Regions from separate parts of the Triticum aestivum genome. Here region 2 is linked to region 1. Evidence: chromatin contacts called from public Hi-C data. All regions are on one chromosome and are shown on one strand. Each heading gives the region's core, a stretch centred on a gene start, on an enhancer-like site or on the middle of the called end of the contact. The rest is flanking DNA. Distances are from core to core; before and after follow the strand shown. Region 1 holds the start of LOC100037540 (serine carboxypeptidase 2-like). Region 2 holds the start of LOC123190882 (ribosome biogenesis protein NOP53).

Region 1 (7,638 bases), core at 2,462-4,961:
AATCTCTGATGGCTCCTGTTTATTTATTTGTAACAGATTCCCACCCCGATTCGGTTCGACTTAGCCTTGGGATTGCTGAGCAGTGTGCAAGGCAAGAGAAAATCCTAAAGTTTCTAATGTCAGGTTCTGATGTCAAAGAACTTGATGCCTCTTTGCTTACTGAATTTACGGGACATCAGATGCTATCAGCTAATATGGGTGGTCAACCATATTTCTCTGATGATAAGTTATCTGTCTATGAGTTTGGATTGGAGGAGCCTCTGCAGTATCTAGCAAAAAATCAACTTATCATCCCTGATGACAAGTTATCCATCTATGAGTTTGGATTGGAGGAGCCTCTGCAGTATCTATCAGAAAATCAACTTATCATCCCTGATCCACTTTTGGAATTTGCTCAGTCCCAAGGTGCCCTTGCTATAGATGAAAATGGCCGGGTCATCTTCACTGGCAGTGGAGACGAGATGAGAGACTTACTTTCGGTTTTCTTAGAGTTCAATGTACCTAAACGAGAAGCAAGTGGTTGCAAGGCTGCATATTTAGTTCCATACTTCGACAGGTAATAATTGGAAGCATCATGCTCCATGTGAACCCTTTTCCTCATCTTATTCACTCATTCACTAAGGTTTATGTTATGCATAGTCCCCACTCTCGTATAAGGGAATGGACTCCTTATCATTTTATTTTGTCATTATTGGCGTATTCAATTACTGAGCGAAAGTTATAGAGTTGGTATAACTTGGTATAGCATATGTATCCTGTGTGAACTTGCTGCAGCTGGCCCATTAGTTACGTCCGGTTTGCATGACATTGTCGTATTTAAATCATTCCTAGTCAGCTGCACATGCTGGCACGTGGGTAACTGGACATTTGGAATCATTCCTGCTCAGCAGGATGCATGCCACATATGTTATCTTTTTGAACTAGGAAACTGTCTCTATTATGTACTTATCGTAGAAGAGGGATTTACTATAGCCATACAGAAGTAGAAACTACTGAATGCATGCAATGTTAAAATTATCTCTCGAGTATTATATTACCCTTGGATCTAGAGGCTGCACTTCTGCCTGACAACGATTTGTTTAGAAGTAATTATCCATTGTTTCTGATTTCTGTACCCCTTCAAAATATTATGGTTAATAATTTATATCCTAACAAATAACATTTCTATCAGGATGCATACCATTTTTATTTCTGTCAGTTACATGATATAGAATTTTGTTTTTTTTGCACAACAGGAAAAGGGGCCGAAATAGTAGTCAATCCAATTCAAAATCAGCAAGCACCGCAGTTGATGCTCCAAAAAGGTAGTGCATCTTTCTTTGGTTATGTATTACTTCATTATGTTGTTGTTCTCATGGTGTACTCAATTATGGTAACTTCCATGCCTAGCTCTGATGCTGCTATGTTTATTCTTTGACCTGCTGGTTACCACAGCATATACCTCCCTGATGTTTACTACTTTGGTAATCACTTGCACCATAGGTTAGGCATATAGTGTGACAATTTTTGTATTCCTTCCAAATTCCGATTGTGACATGTTAGTTGCATCTAAATGCGGAGTCCTTGACCCATATGCACCCACAAAGTGCAAAAGAAAGAATTAGCATTTTGTATTAAGATTTTCCTATGAAAACAGAAAATACCATTTGAAACAAAGCCATCGTTGTTTGAATATCCACTTTAAAATATACACCTTGATGTACTGGTGAGTTTTGCGTTATATACCAAATAGCATGGTCGCTATACCAGTAGTATCACAATGGATAGTTTGGTAACCCAGCTGTCTAATTTATTTTACCGGGATAACCATTGCATGGACCAATTCCTTGGAACTTGGAAGGTGAACCTTACTGAATTGCCTGAGTATGCACATGGAAATTATTTCATGTTGAAATTTATATACTGTGATATGGCAAATTGCGAATTGCACCTTTTGTTTATACGGTATCCAAGGTCATGTGCACATGTTAATATGATTCTGTTATGATACTCAGCAATGCAAATGTGAAAGCAAAATCTCCATCGAAGAAGAAACAGAAAGGAAAAACCATCAATGAACGTGACATGTATCAGAACAATTATTTCCATGCCAGCGAAGCTTTTTTCTCAATCCTTTTGGACAAGGACAGAAGCAGCTCGACAATTCTCTCACTGAAGAAAGCAGGCCCTGAGATCACTGAACTGTTGACACAGTGCTCAATTGGCATTGCTGGAACTGGCCTGGCTGTTCTTCTGTCGGTCGTGTGCAAGGTTGCTATCGGCGGGAGGACTCCTTTTGCCGCCACCCGTCTTCTGCACACAGGCGTTGGGTTTGGGCTCTTCTGGCTCTCCCATGCGGTAAATGGATTGCGGGACACAATCACCAGTGTATTCAGAGGCCCGGTTGACACAAAGTTGGAGGATGAGGTTGCCGTGAAGATACAAAGAAGCATGAACGATATTCTCTTCAGGGCCGTAAGTCTCCTGGCAATCACTGCTTTGAGGTTTGCATGAGCTGTTCCTACACTGCTGTAACTTGACGCACCTCGATTCACCTTTTGGTTCAGGAGTACAGTACTGTAGGACTAAGTGCCAAATACCTTCATGATTCATGAGGGCCTCATAGAAAATGCGCAACTTTGTAAATTGTACAGAATTTTGCTGGCAGCTCAGTGTATATGGAAGATAGATTTTGCCTGTTCTGAACGTTAATTAAGCTAATGATCAATATACTTTGTATTTCTTGTTATATTTTTTCTCGATGACATCATTTTGATGGTCTATTGACATAGCAACCTTGGGATGATTAGTTAGAAAGTTTCAACCGCCAAAAGTTTTGTTCAATACTGCAAATTAATGAAGTTACTATTTAACATGCCATTGCCTAACACTAATTTGCAGCTCATGCTGACCACATTAAACATGTCTATTTTTTGTTACTAGACATATGTCGTGCCTTGAAGATTATTTATTTACTTACTATTAAAGGTTGTATGCCTCAATTTAATTGTTGCAACTGTGGTGACGAGTAATTTGGAACGGAGGGAGTAGTTTCTAATTTTATACCAATTTCCTTCATGCGTAATTCATCTAAGATTACTCTTTAAATTCGCATAGCAATGCACGGGGAAATCACTAGCGGTTATGCAAATCCATGTCATTTTTCACGTGCCATCATGCCAAGGATTAGAAACGAAAGTAGAAGAGAAAGATTAGAAACGCACTATTAGCCCTATATAATTGCTTTCAGGCAATCGATACAGTTTCTTATCTTCCATGTCCTTTCCCTCGACCGTCTTTGTGACCGAAATGACAATGTCACAATCCTTCCCTTAATCTATTGTTTCCGTGGTAGTTACGCTGATACTCTGTGCCCACTCACAATGCATAATGAAACATTCTTACATTAAAAGACACCAGCCTTTTGATTTCGTATCCTTTCTTTCATACACAACCCATCCAAAACCAGTCTTTTAAATCCCCGCATGGAAAATCACCAGCATCTAATATTCATATAAACCCATATCATCTTACACGCGCCAATCATGCCCATGATTAGAAACGAAATCACAAGCTGCCCAGAATTTGCTTCCAGGCAACCCATGCGGTTTCTTATCCTCCATTGTCCCTTTCCTCTGACCGTCTGGAAACCGAATTGACAATGTCACAATCCTCCCCTTAATTTCTTTCTCCGTCGCGGTCACGCTAGCTCGATAAAACTGAAATCAATCAATCATCAAAAGGAAAAAAAGAAGATAACTTCAGCAAAGCGTGCGGTCCAAACCAAACAACGACGTCAATCAAACCCTCTATTTATTCCCACCGTATTCCCGCTTCTCTGCAAGCAAGCAAGCGACTGTACCACAGTTTCTTCAGTAAGCATGATGAGAACTATGACCGGTCGTCTCCCCCCAGCTGTGGCCGCGGTGGCGGTGCTCCTGGCGGCGTTGGCGTGCCTCCTCCGGCCAGCTGCCGCCGTGGAACCGAGCGGCCATGCCGCGGACCGCATAGCCCGGCTGCCCGGGCAGCCGGCGGTGGACTTCGACATGTACTCCGGGTACATCACGGTGGACGAGGGCGCCGGACGGGCGCTGTTCTATCTGCTGCAGGAGGCGCCGGAGGACGTCCAGCCGGCGCCGCTCGTGCTGTGGCTCAACGGCGGCCCCGGCTGCTCCTCCGTCGCGTACGGCGCGTCGGAGGAGCTCGGCGCGTTCCGCGTCACGCCCCGCGGCGCCGGTCTCGTCCTCAACGAGCACCGCTGGAACAAAGGTAGGTGCCCAGTCGCTATTGCTTGATCGACGGCAGCTCACTGTTTTATCTGCCGCGCTTCTAATGGCGGGGAATGAATTGTGAACAACCTGCAGTGGCCAACGTGCTGTTCCTGGACTCGCCGGCCGGCGTGGGGTTCTCCTACACCAACACCACCTCCGACATCTACACCTCCGGCGACAACAGGACGGCGCACGACTCGTACGCCTTCCTGGCGAAGTGGCTCGAGAGGTTCCCGCACTACAAGTACCGCGACGTCTACATCGCCGGCGAGAGCTACGCGGGGCACTACGTCCCGGAGCTGTCGCAGCTGGTCCACCGGACGAGCAACCCGGCCATCAACTTCAAGGGCTTCATGGTCGGCAACGGCCTCATCGACGACTACCACGACTACGTGGGCACCTTCGAGTTCTGGTGGAACCACGGGCTCGTCTCCGACGACACCTACCAACGCCTCAGGGAGGCCTGCCTCCACGACTCCTTCATCCACCCCTCGCCGGCGTGCGACGCCGCCACGGACGTCGCCACGGCGGAGCAGGGCAACATCGACATGTACAGCCTCTACACGCCCGTCTGCAACATCACCTCGTCGTCCTCCTCCTCCTCCTCCTCCTTGAGCCAGCAACGGCGGTCCAGAGGGCGCTACGTGAGCATCCCGACCCAGACTCCGTGCGTGCGTGCGTCGCTGTCCCCCATGCTGCTTTTTGAGGTGACGAAACGCCGTGCTTATATATGCTGCAGCCATGGCTGACCGGATCGTACGACCCGTGCACGGAGCGGTACTCGACGGCGTACTACAACCGGCGGGACGTGCAGACAGCCCTCCACGCCAACGTCACCGGCGCTATGAACTACACGTGGTCGACGTGCAGCGACACCATTAATACCCACTGGCATGATGCTCCGAGGTCCATGCTTCCCATTTACAGGGAGCTTATTGCAGCTGGCCTAAGGATTTGGGTCTTCAGGTCAGATCATCCCTGCTTCAGTTTAGCAATGCATTCCAGCATTTCTTAACTACTCCCTCCGTTCCAAATTACTCGTCACAGAAATAGATGTATCTAGAACTAAAATACATCTAGATACATCCATACGTGCGGCAAGTAATTCGGAACGGAGGTAGTAAATAAATTATATTATTACTATTATTAATACTACACATTTGCTCCGGTGCTCTCTTATCAACTGTTTCGCTAGGGTAAACCCCTCTTTCTGACGAAATTTGCGGATACTTCATCAGGAATATATCGGTTGACATCCCATGCCATTCGCGTATGCATCGGGTTATACATGATGCATCTGAATCAATGATTAGATTTGTCTTGAATTTTTGGACATTTTGTTGTCTTCCATTTTATACATGACGTTCATATGCTCTATGATGATTCTAATTGAATTGATTGGTTGTTGTGGACGTTGATAATTTTTCCATATAAATTTGGCGTTGTTAATAACACATATTGTGCTAAACCTCCTTTTCAGAAGAAAAAACGTACCTACCTACTTTTTGAAGAAAAAAAACAGTACTGAATGACAACAGGTGCACTGATGTACATCACTGATGAGTCATCAGACATCATCAGCCAGTTAACAAGAGAAACCGCAGATAATGCACTGCTTTGACTTAATGAACTCACTCACTCAGAAGTCACCCATCCGAATTAACACCTAGTAGAGATGAATTATCCACATTTATGCATTACATTCCCCTGTTGACCCGTCAGCTCAAAATCAGGATCCAACTGGACCCCGGGCATCACTTTTCCTGACATAATTCGCGTCCGCAGCTCTCAAGTTTGCAACTTGCTAGGTTGCTGTCATGCAAAGAAGATGCCCACGGGACATGTGTTTCCATTTAGAAAGACAAGGGAGCTGAGCGTTGTTGTTGATCTATCAGCCGCTGCCGGTCGCACATTTCACTTACCTTCCGTAGGCATTGACATTGATGTTGTCGTGTTTATTTCGCAGCGGGGACACGGATGCGGTAGTCCCCTTGACAGCAACGAGGTACTCCATCGGCGCTCTGGGTCTTCCAACTACCACCAGTTGGTACCCTTGGTATGACGACCAGGAGGTCAGCATCGTCCCACTCAACTCTTTTGCAAAGCAGTAACATCAATAGAATCATTGAGATGCTCTGGCTGGCATGCAAATAGACTTACATGACAGGACACATGAAAACATTATCTACCTTCTCCTATCATTTTCTTAGCTCGGTTAATTTGATTCGCATGGCCGAATGGAGATTGGATTACACTCCTGCATGCAACATGCCAGCAAACATTTAGATGTCACATTAGTTTGTGTTATTAACTACTAGTACATGTCACACACATAATTAACTAGTGTTTGTGTGATGGATTTGTTGACTAGGTTGGCGGTTGGAGCCAGGTGTACAAGGGTCTTACGCTGGTCTCCGTCAGAGGCGCGGGCCACGAGGTTCCTCTGCACCGACCGCGGCAAGCGCTCGTACTGTTTCAGTACTTCCTGCAGGGCAAGCCCATGCCAGGCCAGGCCACAAATGCGACGGTGGCTTAGCAACAAACAAAGGGATGGAAGTCAAATAGTAATTTCGATGTGGAAAAACAAGAGTGATCATCAATAAAGCAATAGATGCTTCTCAAGTACTTTTCCTGTATAGCTAGTATATATGCACATAATGCGGCGATTTATCGAGAATATGGACACAAAGCACAAAAGAACACAGAGGAAACACTTTAGGACAGACTTGATACGAACGACTGATATTCCGATAAGATTGATGTCTCTGCAATAAACGTTTCAGTAGCAACATCAAAACAGAATGACAGGAGCTGCACTCACCAGCAACTTACGATAATAGTGTAATCTTAAGAAGTTGCACGCTCGATCTATCATATGAGATCATGTAAGGAAGAAAACTGGACGGCCGCGCTGCTGGTAATGTCGACAACAGACAACTTGGCATCAGCAGCCGCCTTGGCAAAGCAATTGAAAGTGTCTGCATTCCGAATAACCGTGGCGATATAGGCCACAGGACCTCCGGCTGCAGTGGTCCCAGATACTTCGTCACCAATTTCTCCGTTGGTTGCCGCATTGACACTTTCACGTCGTCCATCATCACCTCTAAGTAGCATACAAAGTACTCGTACCAGGTGGGGCACGCAGGACGGGTTGTATATAATGTCTGCACCAAGACTGGCAAGAGACAGAGGGTAAATGATACGCAGAAGCATGAACAGCAGGAAAATGTGCTGTTATCCACTTCGGAAGTAGGGTACTCATTCTCTAACAGACGCAATAAGGTTCTTAGAGTAGTGCTTAAGTTTGAAATTAGTTTTAGAAACCAACGGCTTAACAAAATAATAATAATAATCAAAGGATAACAACACAAAAAGAATATACAATACT
Region 2 (7,638 bases), core at 3,008-5,507, 510 kb before region 1:
TCAAGCGGTGTGACTCTTTTAACCCCCTCGGCAATACTAACAAGGTAAATTGGAGAACTATATTTTCCATAGCCTTGTCAGCACTGGTCTCCCCGGTCAATTCAAGTTGCTTCCGACTCCCAGTGAGATTGCCCATGGTCCTCGCCGTGTTGGAACATACACCACACATTCAGCGGCGAGGACGCTTGCTGCTCATGGATAAATAAATGTGTCAGCGCCAGAGTGTCAAAAAACATCTTATATTTTAGGACTTCAAATGGAGTGCAAGGTCGCTGAAGCTTTCTAATCAGTGATTTCGGCCTTCAGGCGAACCAAAGGAGATAACAATGCTCACTAATACTTTGTAATCAGCAAAGCTACTTCAACTTACATAATTTGTATGCAAGACAAGCAAAGAAAGACAGACCTTAATTTCTTATTTGGTGCAAGTATGCCACGTTTTTCAATGCTCTTATAGCGATCCCTCGCTAGATTGCAGCACCCCTGCACAAAGATATAGCAGTTAGCCCCTGCAGAATTCTAGTAGACAGCAACAAAACCAGAGAATGTTACCTTCAGCTTTCTAAGCGAGCCACTAATCTCCTCTGTCAACAGAACTTGAACGGGAGCAGGTTCAAACCTGTTGCATTCATATTTTAGTTATTGTCAGAGAATCAAATATCATAGCCAAATATGACACCATGTGCCCAAAAAGAATACTAAAATATACCCCAAAAAATTAGTAATGTCATCAAACTTTACAGCATAGTAGAAGGAGTGGTATAAAAAATGATTCAATGAGCAGATTAACTATTATTTAAACCTCTACCGAAGTAAACCAGATTACACTGGCAGTTGTAAGTTTCATGAAAATAGCAACACTAATATAAGACTTGCAACTGTTAAAAAAAACATCCGGGTTAGAAATGTACTTGTGTCTACCCAGACGACGTGGGGCTGACTTGAGTCTTTCCTGCTTAGCCACAGTTAGCCTTATGCGCTTTTCCTCCTTTTCCTTGTCCTCTTTCGCTATCTCCTCCAATATATTTGGCAAGCTGCAAAAAAGAATAGCAAAAATATGGTAACCAGAGAACTAAAAGTAGACCATTCTTGGGAGCTTGATGAGACAGGAATGTGAAACCTACCTGTCTATTTGCTTTGAAAAAACTTCCAGTTTCTTCGCATCTGCTTCTGTCCTTAACCTCTCTTTACGACGAGCCCTTTTGTTCAGTTCCACTCTCGTAACTCTTTTTGTTTTCTTCCTGAAAATTAATAGATCATACCATTAAAAGATATCTATAAAGATAAACCGGACACAACAGCTATTCCGATAATATTTTGCAAATTGACACCAAACCAACTAAATTGAAACGTCAAAAAGGTATGTCTGAAAAAGCACATAATCTTCCAATCGGATTCTAAAATGTGAGCTGCAATCCTCCTGCACTCTACTAGCTTTCTAATGCTACCAATGGAAGAATAAGACAACACTTAGCAGCACCCAACTTTCTGAAAAACTAACTCATTTCGCAGAATTGCATAATATATAAACATGTCAAAAATAGTGAATGGCGGTGTCACACTAAGCTTCAACCATCATTAACATGTACTCCCTCCGTCCGGAAATACTTGTCGGGGAAATGGATACCTGACAAGTATTTCCGGACGGAGGGAGTACTACTCACAAAAGCCATGAGGATAGAAGTATGATGTACTTAAGCCAAAATACTTTATTTCATAATAACTATATATTTTTCATAACATAGTCGAGTGTAACCTCTCTCCAGTTAGAGCATCAGCATCCTGGTCTTTATCACCTTCTGCAGCATCTACATCTCCATCAACAGCAGCATCTCCATCATCAGCAGCATCAAGAAAAAATTTCTGCAGGCCAGGTGAAAGAAAAGGGATAAGCATGTCGAATCACAAGAACACAATCCAGTAATACAGCATGGAACGATACATACTGTTCCGAGACTAAAGTCAGCAGCTGACAAGTACTCCGAAATGGTTTTGATAAAATTCCAATATATATACAGGTCATATGATTTGCAGAACACAACTTGCAAAAATGGAATTCATGTTACATTGCTTACATAGCTCGTTACAGCCTAGATGGCACGAACCTGGGTATGGATATATGTGAATCAAATAACTTGTCATTTCATGATATACTTACGAAACACCCCTATAGACTAGAATGAAAAATCTCAGAATGAACTAGACAATAAGATAGTAAGATAGCACCTTAAAAAGACTAGATGAATAATCTCAGTCTTTATACTAATGTTAATTCTGCCTGGATGACAACCTCCGTCAATAGAATTACAAGGATTTTTTTTCTATTACTTGGTGCAAGGTAGACTTGCGAGAATACAACAGTCCACTTCCTTGGAACCTAAGTCTCTAAAAAAATCATAGTGCATGCCTATGTTCATCAGAAGCAATATACCAATATAACAAGTGAGTAAGTATTCAAAAGCAGATAGAAGGTTGGGATATTGTCCAAATTCCAGTCATCTCCTAGAGGGGCTATGTGTAAAGGCAGTCGTAGAACTTACATCTTCTTCAGCTACTGCTTGACCAAGAACAGTAAGTGGCACTGGTGTGGGGCCTAACTCTTTCGTGTAGATCTTGCGCATTTCATCAGCAACAGCTAGAGCAAGAGCGTCCTACAAACACCAACACAAACAACATGAGTAAAAGAACTTATTATTAAAAGCACCCAGACATCCAACAGCCAATGGTTTTAGCAATTAAGAAGTGGATAATATTACAAATATCCTGAACTTAGAATTAAGAAGTGGATAATATTACAAATATCCTGAACTTAGAACATATCTTCAAGCACATACTTGATGGGCTTCATGTGGAGGATTAAATGAACATCCTTGAGGCTCAACTTCAACTGCAGGAATCACAGATGTGGTAGATTTCTGCAAGAAGTAATCCATTAAACCTAGACATGTTAAGACCTATAAAAATGCAGAAGCTACCAGGTGCAGCATTTGGCAAGAAGATATGTTTGCAAATTTGCACAAATATGACTGCAAGCTTTGCGCATTCAGACTTACATTTTTCTTAAGCCTTTTCATTCCTTTTTTGGGCAAAGCAGCCCCTTTAGCATCTCCACCCCAGATGTCGAGGTTCTTCTCAGCTGAATCCTCTTCCTGTAAACGAAATAAATCCAGCAATTAGCAAGCTGGGCCTCAAAGAGAAAAGGAGTTGCACAACTCTCCAACAGTTAATACCATGGGAACACTTTTTTCTTCCCGTGACTCCTGCAATTCCTTTTTCTTTGCATGCTTCTTGAACTTCTTCTTATCCTTCTTTGACATCAAAGAAGATGGAATCGTCTGTATATAAGGGTTCCGCTTCAACACACTCTCATGGTGAAGGACCTTCTCCCTGTTTTTCTCAATCTTCCTTTTGACAGGAACATCTACAAACAGCAACAAATGTTCAGCACCACTAGTGATTTAGACGACCTTTTGCAGCTTACTGAACATGGCAACTTTTACGATTCAGTACATCAAACATACTTCCTCCGTCCGAAAATACTTGTCATCAAAATGGATAAAAAGAGATGTATCTAGAACTAAAATACGTCTAGATACATCCCCTTTTGCTTATTCTGATGACAAGTATTTTCGGACGGAGGGAGTATAATGCAGTGATGCATACTTTGAGCCCCAATATGAAACTAATGTAAACAATTCCATCAAGGATTCCAAGTACCAAGTGCTTAACATTGAAAGGAGCAGCTACAACATTAGGTAACTAGATTAACAAAACTAACAAAACTATATGATCAGCATTTTTCACGTCACTGCATTCTAGTGGTATCACAAACTTTATATTAGCCTCTAATTCGCGACTGGTGCCTCAATCCTAGTCCGGAGCTAGACCACCAAACCTCAAACTAACACGCAGAAGAACAAAGAGGGATTGACTGACTGACCGACCTTTGGGGGCCGGGTCGGATGCGTTGGCGGCGGAGGAGGTGGACGCGGAGGCGGGCTTGTCGACGAAGAAGAGGGAGCCGGACGGGAGGGAGGGAATGGCGGCGGCGCCGGCGTGGGCGTCGCGCGTCTGCTTCTCGTAGAACTCGTCGATGTCGTCGGTGCTGATGTTGGACCGCCACGCCTTCTTCCCTTTCCGCGAGCTCTTAGCCGCCTTACCCATCGCCGCCGGTTGCTCGCTCGCTCGCTCGCGCCGCCGCCTCGGGGAAGCGGGAAGGGTCTTGGAGGGAGGCGGGGAAGTTATTAGGGTTTCTGGCCTTCGTCGGGTTGGGTTATTTGGAGAGGGCTGGTGTTCTGCCAGGTGGGGTCCCCGAGTTGTGGGACCGGCTCTATGAGGCCTCCTTCTCTGGTTCACATGAAAATGAAGGTTTGTTTCAAAAAAAACATGAAAATGAAGGAAACACACAATAGGAAATTTTCTTATGGTGACACTATTTATTTATTTTTATAGCTTACTAGGCGTGCCGTTATGGTGACACTATTTAAGCCTTTGGTTTAGATAAAAGAATATAGCAAAGAAAATGAAAGAAATTTTCCTCCTGTCTCGGTTTCAGACAAAAAATTGCAGGAATTCCATAATTCACTTGGACACTTTAAAAAAAATCTACGCATGAAGAACACGATTAAGTTCCTTGGCGGCATAATAGCATGCTAATTATACCTTTTCCCAGTGTTTTGAGTTTGATTTGACTATATTTATTCAAGTGTGCAGAATTCTTACGTTTTTCAATCCTTGTTTTGAGTTCCAATGTTTTTTTCCTATTCCTGTGGACTAAACATCCAAGTGTGCAAAATTCTTACGTTTTCCAATCCTTGTTTTACACACGCATTCCTATTCAATCCTCGCGTTTTCCCTTTCCTGCATTTTTAGAATCATGTGGACCAAAGATGGACTTAGAAGGGAACACACACACCATGCATTTTTTAAAAAAAATTCTTGGATCCAAATGTTGGAAAACGATTAGATACAACTGCGATGTTCCCTATCAGAATATATGTGCCTGCCAACAGATTGAGTGAATGGATCAGTTGGGTCACGTCGCTCATTCGCAAAAGCAGCTTCCTCTCTCCTTCCACATGTCACCTCTCCCATCCTGATTTGCTCACTCCGCTCCCTCGTTGTTGTCTTCCATCGCTGCGGATGGTGGTCCTTGGAGCTCACTGTGTCGCAATGGACACAACCACGATGTAGCTCAGATTCAAGATTCTTCACCATGCCAAGCCCAGGGGAGACGGTGGACCAAGGGTGTTAGATTCAGTGGGGCATTGGCGAGATGGATTTGTTGTCAACGAGTTCAATCCGGCAAAGTCGATGCTAAAAATAAGGTTAGTGATTTGCAATTTTTCAAAGTTTCAAACGTTTTCTCGACATGTTGCAAACTCGGGTGTGAGACGTGTTGCAATGACTCAATGGTATCTACTTCAAACATTGTGTTTTTGTTATGCAAGTGTTTTTGGTAAAAGTTTGCTCCCATCCTACACATGCATGACAATTTGTTGCAGTTTCAACCGAGTGACCTTAGTGATTGCTCATGTTTTCCCAAACAGATTTTTTCCGGTAATATGCAGTAAATATTTGAAATACATGAATTTCAAATGAATTTTATGAAGGGAAAAAAAAGAGAATGCATTCAAAACAGGGGCATCCCATTCGCACGCTACAGTTTAATGGATTTGGAGGTGGGCCAAAGCATCGGTAACCAGGAAAGCTTCTACTGGACATGCTACAAACCAGGCACTATGTAATTTCTTGAAAAACAGGACAGTAAACATGTTGCGCAATTCAGGAAACATACGTCGCAACTCCGTTTTGCTCGGGCTACTAACTTACTGCATATCACATTACAAATTCCGCACAAAAAACCTGGGGTTTCAATAGCGAGCAGGGTCCAAATAATGTGTTATCAGAAATAGCAGTGTTCAATAGTTCGACACTACAGCTGGATGACAGACTACAAGCAACAAGAACATACTTTAAAGTCAATTAATTAAACTCCGTGTTACAACATTAGATAGTGTACAGTGGGCTCTCTGAACCTCCCTCAGGGTCACCAGCTTGGAGAAACGAATTGCGGAACACCATCAGTCAGGTCAGTAACAGTCCTTTGTCGCGAATGCCACTCAAAGTTTCCAGTTTTTTGGTTATACTTGTTGAACAGTTGAACTGGATCTACCCAATTGCAGGTAACCAGACCAGAGTTGAGCTTAACAGGAGACTAGCCTGCCGCAACAACTTCACATACAGTTTTATCGTCTCCGGGAGAAGTAAGCATGACAGATAATATAACTCTGTACAGAATGGCATGTTTGAAGGTGTGTCCTTGGAATGAGTAACCCTTCCTGATCCAATGGCAAGGATTTTCTGGCATTGCCACAGCAGCCTACCAGTGCCCGTTGCGGCCATCCACGGTTGCAGCTAGTTTATTTCCGGTATATGGCTTTGGTGGCCCAGCTTGGCTCACGTCAATCCTTTCAGCTTCACCTGTTTCGCTCTTGCAGGTGTTATTTCTTCTAGGGTATGAGCTGCCCGAAGGAACACCGTTTGGAACAATTCCTTGGCTTGTGACGACCCTTCGCTGTTCATATTGCTCAGTACCAGATGTTGAACAGTTACCATAACGAAGTGCCGAACCAACCACTTTACCAGGCCTTGCAACGGCAGCACCTGTATGATGAAGTGGTGTATCAAGTTACCCTCGAGTTACAAGGCCCGATAGATACAGTTAAGGATACAGTCATGCAGGCTTGTTTGCAGATTCAAAAGTATTGGACGACCCAGGTGCTTACCTTGAGGAACTCTGTTTGCACCAACTGAAGCAGGATCTCTGCGTGGCTTTTGTGCATTATCTCTGATTATACACCTGGAAAGATCATCCGTAATGTTGGCAGCACCCTGTGGTCGGCTATCTGAACACTGTGGCCGGTTATCCGAATAGATAACACTCGGCCTGTTAACAGAAAACTAGATAGTCAAGAACCACACTTCCAATTTGTGGCTAAAGTGACATCAGTCCATCATACAATGTTAAAGCAAAGTCAATATCATACCTTGGTAATGAATTATGTTGCCTCTCAGGCGGTGCTGCTGTTGATCCCTTTGCATAATGCTCTTCAAGGAATGTGAATTGCTTTTTGAAATGATCTACTGCACTGAAATCCGAATAGAGCAAACAATGTTAGATCGATGAATCGGTCAGTATCTTATGCAGTGCGCGACTGACTCCAAGCAACAAATAAGAACACAGAATAGGTATGCACTACCTAATCAACAATAAACAAAAACAATTTCCGCATGCTTTATTTATCAATATCACCATCACCAAAAGAGTAGAAAAATAACCATAATAGTGTGTGTATAAACACTTGATATTTATTCATGAACCTGCACAGACATTAATGATACCAAAAAAAATCTGTAGAACTAGACTGACCAAGAATAATGTCACTGCATTGTCTCTGGAATTAAACAAGGCACTCCACGATGTTAAAGTATTGAAAGAGAACTTCGCACCTTGGGTACATGAAATTAGTTGGCTCAGCCCCCTCAAGGAATTCCCTCAGCATGTTTGGATGATATTCCAGAATTTCTCTGTATATGAGTTCCCTTATGTCGTCCTTCGTAATTCTTCGTCTCTCA

What was found. Hi-C and Micro-C count contacts between places; a contact is called where the count stands out from the background.
Region 2: a contact with region 1 is called in a Hi-C map of leaf, with 4 times the contacts expected there. The contact joins the promoter of LOC123190882 here to the promoter of LOC100037540 in region 1. A contact is called at or near these places in 3 of 5 Hi-C or Micro-C datasets (leaf and an unstated tissue).

The regions. Positions count from the first base shown.
Region 1 is chr1A:75,149,402-75,157,039 of IWGSC CS RefSeq v2.1, reverse strand. It overlaps LOC100037540 (serine carboxypeptidase 2-like), which reads left to right and starts at 3,711. Exons shown (of 5, transcript NM_001405073.1): 1 at 3,711-4,248; 2 at 4,344-4,894; 3 at 4,990-5,216; 4 at 6,217-6,322; 5 at 6,622-7,426. The coding sequence starts at 3,861. The coding sequence ends at 6,786. LOC125146376 reads left to right here. Exons shown (of 5, transcript NM_001405074.1): 3 at 37-556; 4 at 1,236-1,304; 5 at 1,995-2,751. The coding sequence ends at 2,493. It also overlaps the pseudogene LOC123190859.
Region 2 is chr1A:75,663,149-75,670,786 of IWGSC CS RefSeq v2.1, reverse strand. It overlaps LOC123190882 (ribosome biogenesis protein NOP53), which reads right to left and starts at 4,257. Exons shown (of 11, transcript XM_044603612.1): 1 at 3,945-4,257; 2 at 3,231-3,421; 3 at 3,054-3,149; 4 at 2,835-2,915; 5 at 2,541-2,651; 6 at 1,757-1,863; 7 at 1,125-1,241; 8 at 912-1,034; 9 at 553-619; 10 at 407-483; 11 at 1-188. The coding sequence starts at 4,164. The coding sequence ends at 170. LOC123190870 (mitogen-activated protein kinase 14) reads right to left here. Exons shown (of 10, transcript XM_044603602.1): 7 at 7,513-7,638; 8 at 7,050-7,151; 9 at 6,789-6,949; 10 at 5,851-6,666. The coding sequence ends at 6,383.